2 separate regions of the Gossypium raimondii genome follow, and region 1 is linked to region 2. Evidence: chromatin contacts called from public Hi-C data. All regions are on one chromosome and are shown on one strand. Each heading gives the region's core, a stretch centred on a gene start, on an enhancer-like site or on the middle of the called end of the contact. The rest is flanking DNA. Distances are from core to core; before and after follow the strand shown.

Region 1 (3,620 bases), core at 775-3,274, 82 kb after region 2:
TTTATTCATTTTGTTCGTTGCTTAACTAGGTTTATCTCCTACAAACTGGTATTAGAGCTAGTTCAATTTCTGTAGTCAACCTGTTTAGTGATGGTATTGTCAAGGTTCGATATTGAGAAGTTCAGTAGAATTGCAAATTTTAATTTGTGGCAAGTTCAGATGACGACAATATTGGTTTAGAATGGTCTGAAAAAGGTCGTTAAAGAGAAGAAGCCAGCAAATATGGATCAATTAGAATGAGAAGAGCTTGATGAAAAGACTCTATCTACTATTCAATTATGCCTCATGAATAATGTGTTACATGAGGTTTTGAAGGAGAAAACAACATTTGCTTTAGGGAAGAAACTAAAAGCCTTATATATTTTTAAAATTATTTTGAATTACATTATTTTTTAAGTTTTTTAAAAAATTCATTAATAATGTGAAATAAAAACTGATGTTATAAAAATTATTATAAAGTCAACATACACAATTGACATGAGTATCGCACGAAAATACAAACTAGTGTAATTTATATATATTCAATGTTAAAATTTGAGTGGGACATTTGCCTAAACTATAACTGTTGGTGGGTTCTCTTGGGATAAGTTCAAGCAGCCTCGTATATGGTATCACTTTCATGCATAATTGTTTAAGTTTAATCGACTTAAAATATGAGATTAATTTTTTTTCAAGACTATCTATATACACATAGCTTTTATTACTATTGTATATGATTTATTTTATTAAATTATAAACATAAAAATTTAACATATTTATTTTTAATATTTATATTAAGTATAATATATTTAAGTTTTTGAAGTTATAATTACAATTATAATTTTAAAGGACAAATATCTAAACCTAAGACATCAAGATCCTAGGCCTTAGACTTTGCCTAGCAAGGTCTTATCAGCTAAAATATATTTAGTTTTCAAATGATATAAATTACATAATACATAAAAGTAAAGAAAAAAACATATTATGATTTTGAAAATGAATTATTCGAATTAGGTCGTGTTTTGAATATTGAAACCGAGCTCATCACATATTTTAAAGTAGTCTAAGTTTTTTTAATCAATCTATTTTTTGACTTAATATTTTTATTTAAAACTTCTCAAATATCAACCGGATAATTCAACCCTCGAACATGTTTGGCCCATATTGAAAAACCTGAATATGTGTCGAGCAACTCGTTTCGACTTAAATAAAATTTAAATAAAAATATAAAAATATTTTTAATATTTTATTATTATTTGAACAGTAAATAAAATTTTTTACTAAATCAAACCAAAACCGAGCTTAAAACTAAAATCTTTTTTGAACCAGGCCCGGCACGACAGAAGTCTACACGGGATCAACAGTTTTTGGTGGGACATATTGAACTGGTTGGAGTTTTCACAGACGCAACAGTTATAGGATTAAAGGGAGAAAAAGTTGAAAACAAAAGGACAAAACACAATATTTCCAACTTTTGGTAGGTCATAGTGAAAGCTTTCAGGGATAAGATTCGACTTGTTAAAAAAACACTAATAAGGAAATTTATATTTTAATTATTAAACATTAAAAATTATAAAATATCATTAAATTATTTAAAAATTTACCGAATTATCTTTACACTAATGTTGTTGGAACTGATCAGACAATCTAATGTTTGAATTGAGAATCGCTAGATAAGAGCATTTAACTAAAAAATTTAATTGCTATTGTTTTTATCAATCTTAAATTTTCAAAATTCGTAAAATATAGAGATTAAAATTAATTAATTTAAAAATATAAATATTAAATTTCATCGAATTAAAGTACAAAAATTAAATTCATAATTTTCAAAAAAAACTACAAAAACTAATAGCAAAAATCTTTATTTAGTTTACATAAACAATAACTAAAAAAATCCATAATCTGCAAGATAATTCTACTTGCATCCACGATTTCTATTGCTGTCTTTGTAAATTCCCTTACAATGTTCACCTTTTTTGCTATCATTAGGGTCTGGGACGCAAGGATAATAGGGCTGACCTGGTCTTGGTCTCCCACATTTATCATCTGGAGTACTCAACTTGTTCTTGGAAACATCGATGAAATTAGGGTGAACTTTCTGCAGGCTTGTCTCTGGGTCAGCGAAAAATACATGATCTGCATGGCCGATGTCCACCAAGCATTCCTCCATGGTAGAGGCACAATGGGAAGCTAAGTTGCTGCTATTGTTGTTGTTGCTGGCTGTGGCTGAAAATGCTGATGCCTCCTGACCGAGTAAAAGAACCATGGCCATCATCATTGTCGTCATGGTTGCTTTGCATGATCGGAGACCCCTTCCCTTCACAGTGTTTCCCATATTTTTCTTCACTTTCTTCTAACTAGTTTTCTCACTTGATAAGAAATCTGTGGGTTTATGGAATTGCAAGTGGATGATGGGATATTTTTATAAATGATTCAAGGTGGTTTTTTCTCTCTTCCTATTACCCTTTTAGCTCTTACAGTAGCTGTGGTCCTACAGCAATAATGGATGAGACATAAAAAAGGGTGACAGTAACTTTCTAATCTCACTGTCATATGAATGGAAAAAAATTCTTTCTCTAGCATCAATTCAATTTTTTTACTATAAAAAAATTAAATAAAGTGAAATTGTAAGAATTAACATTTACGGATAAAAAATCACAAGAAAAATATGGTTTTTCTTATTTGTAGTTTTAACTCTAGACATAATATTCATTTGTAGAATAAAAAATTCAAAATATCATCTTTGTTAATAGTAAATGACAATTTTTAAATAATAAATATTAATTATGTTAAAATTTAGACTTAATTGATTCAATTTAATAGTATATTAACTAAATTGATTTATTTAAATAACATAATGGTTAACTTGATTCAATCTTTATAATAGAGCGATCTGTTAAATATGTTCACCCATAAAAAGAGAAAAAAAAGTTAATATAACTTTTAGTCCATAAACTTGGCAATTAGGTTCACATTAGTACTTAAATTTGACAACGGTTAGTCACTCTAAATAGGGACCATTTTTATTTTGGTCACTTCAATTTTTTTTTGTTAATTTAGTCAACCAAAAATAGAAATTGATCAAATTGGTAACTCCGACATTAAATGGTAATATAAGACTAACAATGCATTTTTACAGAAAAATTTTGAGGTTATCAAAATAGGAACAACTTTTATTTAGAGTGATTGATGAGGTTTACCTAATTTTAGATTGATTAACGTAGAAATGCACCATCAATCTTCCGTTACCATTTAATGATAGAGTGACTAATTTGATCAATTTTTATTTAGGATCTATATTTAAAGTGATTAACAAAGTAGTTTACCCATTTGGTAATTAGGTCTTTTAGTCTCTAAACTTAGTAAATGTAAAATTTGATCATGATATGATAATCTATAATTATGTCTTGTCATCACTTGAAAATTAAAAGCATATATATTTAAAATTGCAGCAAACAACAACAAAATAACACTAAACAATAGTGAAAAAAATTAGGTAAATCCTGGTCGAGTCCGAACAAAAAAATATTAACTAAGGCTTGACCTATTTAGAATATGAAAATTTTTTATCCAAGCCTATTTTCCGGGCCTATATTTTTACTTAAACCCTCCCACTTTTCGAGCAGACCTTCGGCCCTAGA
Region 2 (3,975 bases), core at 1,150-3,649:
TAAGGTGTTTACTTCAGTTGTGACTACTAGGGAGCCAGTCTCTATAGAGGAAGCGTTTCAGAGTTCTGAGTGGACAGTAGCTGCACAAGTTGAGTACCAGGCCTTGATTTCCAATCACACCTGGGATCTTGTGTCATTACTTGAAAGTAGAAGGGCAGTCAGATGCAAATGGATATTCAAGATTAAGAGGAATACTGATGGCTCGGTTGCGCGGTACAAAGGTCGTTTAGTAGTGAAGGGATATCTTCAAGAAGCTAGCGTTGACTTCCACGAGACTTTTAGCCCTGTGGTGAAGGCTACTACAATTCGAGTGGTCTTAACACTTGCAGTGTCCTTGGGATGGTCGCTTCGCCAAATCGATGTTAATAATGCTTTCTTGAACAGTGATCTAAGTGAAGAGATATACATAGTGCAACCACCAGGTTTCGAACAGCAGGGTGTTAATGGCCCGCAACTGGTGTGCAGGTTGAGGAAAGCTTTGTACAGGCTAAAACAAGCCTCTCGAGCTTGGTTCCACAAGTTAAGGGAGTTTCTACTTGATAATCAGTTTGAAGCTTCAAAGGCAGATAATTCTCTTTTTATTCACAAAGCTGGGAATCATTTGATGTATGTCCTAGTCTATGTTGATGATTTCATAGTCACTGGTTCTGATTCAAATGCTATTAATCAGTTCATTACGCATCTTAATCGCTAGTTTTCCCTAAAGGATTTGGGGAGGTTGAATGTTTTCTAGGTATTGAAGTTAGCCACACTACAGACGGCCTCGTACTAAGTCAAAAGAAGTATATAGTGGAATTGATTAAGAAAGCTGCTATGGACAAGTCAAACTGCTCTCCCACACCAATGGTTTCCACTTGTCAGCTCATGAAGGAAGTATGGTTGAAGATGAAAGTTTTTTTCAGAAGCAAAGTAGGTGCACTTCAATACATAGTGATCACCAGACCAGATATTGAGTTTTCTGTCAACAAAGTCCGTCAATTCATGCACAGACCTCTCGATACACATTTCAAAGCTGTTAAAAGAATTTAAAGATATTTACAGGGCACGTTAGATTATGGTCTTCATTTTTGTCAAACATCTAAGTTTGTTCTTGAAGGTTACTCTGACTCCAGCTGGGGTGCTGACATCGATGATCAAAGGTCCATATCGGGCTATTGCATTTTCTTAGAGGAAATCTGATTTCATGGAGCTCTAGAAAGCAGTATGTTGTCTCTCGTTCTACAGCAGAAGCTGAATACAGGAGCTTCGCAAATGTTACTGCAAAAATAGTCTGGCTTTAGTCCTTGTTAGCTGAGCTCTATGTCCCAATTCAGAAGAAGTCTTTGGTCTGGTGTGATAGTTCCGCTGCTATTGCTGTTGCAGGCAACCTAGTCATGCACTCCAAGTTTAAGCATGTGGAGCTAGACATATTCTTTGTGCGAGAGAAAGTAGTAGCAGGAATACTTCAAGTTGGACATGTGTAGAGTCTAGATCAGGTTCCTGATGTGTTAACAAAACCTTTGTCTGCAGTATTCTTCAACAAGTTCAGACAGCAGCTAAGGGTGGCTCCAAAATGAGATGAATGAAGGCTTAGGTTACCAAAGGAAAGGAAGTCAGGACAGCACGGGAAATGTCATGAGTATTAAGTATTGTTAGTTTTGGCAGTTAGTGTAATTAGTTAGTTGTTAAGAAAACAGTTATTAGTTTACGTATTAAATAGGCCTGTTATCATTACTCTCATTAAGAAAGAAAGAAGTTATCTTTTTACTATGTTGTTTCTATATCTTGATAAGGTAGATGTCCCATATAGTTTTCTAGTTGAGACTAAACTACATGCATCAAAAATGGTTAAGATGCGTAATAAGCTTGGTCTTATTCAAGGTTTGGATGTTAATGCAAATGAAATAAGAGGAGGGTTGTTGTTGGGCTGGAGATAGGGCTACATTGTTACTCTCGAAGCTTTTCAAGTAGTCGTATAGATGTTGATATTGAAGACGACTATGAAGGGAACTCGTGGAGATTTAATGGATGTGTAAACTATGAAATTTTTGGACCAATTATAAAGCTTCACGTGTTAGGCTTAAGTTACCATGCGTCAAGTCAAAATTATCAATATCAAGTTAAGATAACTCTTGGATCAAAGCCTAATAGAGAAAAAAATCAAATGAGCTTTTTTTTATAGAGAAATATCGAGAGTTTGTAACTTCTTTTTAAAGTAATAAACAAAATTTATTCTAAATTTTAAGTCAATTTTTGACTCAAAATATGTGTACAAATTTCTGGCACACTTAGTAAGACAATATTGACCTTTCATCTCTTTTTTCCAAAAGTTAAAGTTCAAAATTTTAATAACTGATATGAATCTCATTATCACCAAACCAACTTGCAAGCTTGCTCAAGCCAACCTTGCAACCCGTTCGACTTAATTGTCAAGCATCAACAGCCCTACTCATCCCTATGGCAGTAGGTAGAAGACAAAAGTTCTTATAGAGTTATTCTGTCATATATTTTCAATCCCCAGTAACAATCCATTTCATGATGCTTTTTGACCAACTTATGACTTAGAAGGAGTTTCTACTCCTAGACTAACTTATGAAAATTATTTTTTTTAACATTTAATTTTAAAAATTTAATATCTCTACTCTTTTACTTTAATATTTGAAGTCCAATTAATAATATAATAAAAATTTCTCGTTAAATAAAATTATGTAACATTTTAAAAGAAAATAAAATAATGTTCATGCGATCAATATTACGAAGACCAAATAAGAAAATAAAAATATTAAATCTCAAAGTTGTAAGTTTTAATTTTGATTTTGCTTTGTAAGGTTCTCCTGCATACAAGAAGAATAGTGCAAGTTACTATTTCACAGAAATCTTTTAACATCAAAAGAATATAAGAATAAAATTCTAAATTAAAAGTAAAAGATTAAAATTCAACCATTGTCTGGTGTTTTTTGTGATTTCAAGATTTCACATGGAATTCCTTCCTCTCAGTTGATCCAATGTTAGCATCTGATAAAGTAGTTTCTTTAATGAATAAAATCTTTAATTCAACCAATTCATGTGCAACAACTCCCAATCTTTTGTATCCCTCTTTATCTATAAATTAAAGTTTCGCCCTTGCACTTTGTTCAAGCCGACCTTTTAGCTTAGTTCTTTTATTATATTTATATTTATATTTAAAATATTAAAATAATATAATATTAATTGATTTAGATAAAATTTGAAAACAAAAATATTTCTGATAGAATAAAACTTTGCCAAAATATTAATTGGTCAAATTATGAGTTTCAACCATTCAGTCTACGAAAATTGAAAAACTAATTTATGAAAAAATTTCCTCATATTTTAATAAAAATTAAAAAATTAATTAATAAATACATGAATTGAATTACTAATTTATAATATATAACTATTAATTTTTACTAATCACAAGGATTTAACAATTTGAATTATTATAGGAAGATCAAATCTTGGGAAATTAAAATAAAGATATTAATTTATTAAAAGGATGAAATTCGACTTCCATCGTGGAACACGCTTCCAATAATTGTGTGGGTTTTTATGTCTATCCAAGTGGGACAACTCCCACTCTTTTGTATAGTATAATCTACTTTTACCAAAGCTTGATTCTTGTGACTGTTTTTATTTTTTATGTACATTTTTACTGATTTTATGTGTCAATATCATTTCTTTTGTTATTGGAAGGAATGCTTAAATACCCTCTAGAGTTGTAATACTTCGCATTCATCTTATATAAATGTAATATTTGTTTGAACAAATAAGGATAAGTATTTTACAATATAAAAGTAAGTACCAATGGCAATGTTAGATACATTTGGAAGTATTGAGTTTGGATATGCTTGACTAGTTACACAGTATAACATGAAATTAGTAAGAGTGCCATGAAAGTTAATGTGTTAGTATTTAAATTTCATTTTGATTTTTTCACTAAAAAAATGAACAAATTGATATTTGTACATTAAATAAAAA

The links. Hi-C and Micro-C count contacts between places; a contact is called where the count stands out from the background.
Region 1: a Hi-C map of leaf shows a contact between it and region 2, with 3 times the contacts expected there. The contact joins two enhancer-like sites. A contact is called at or near these places in 2 of 2 Hi-C or Micro-C datasets (both in leaf).

The regions. Positions count from the first base shown.
Region 1 is chr7:43,432,642-43,436,261 of ASM2569854v1, forward strand. No RefSeq gene overlaps it. Among protein-coding and RNA genes, the nearest start is that of LOC105770610, 4.6 kb to the right of the region's middle. Within about 2 kb of position 2,025, the one cell type or tissue checked has open chromatin away from gene starts, as enhancers often do. A contact at or near this core is called in leaf, where this site is marked.
Region 2 is chr7:43,350,547-43,354,521 of ASM2569854v1, forward strand. No RefSeq gene overlaps it. Among protein-coding and RNA genes, the nearest start is that of LOC105761574, 14 kb to the left of the region's middle. Within about 2 kb of position 2,400, the one cell type or tissue checked has open chromatin away from gene starts, as enhancers often do. A contact at or near this core is called in leaf, where this site is marked.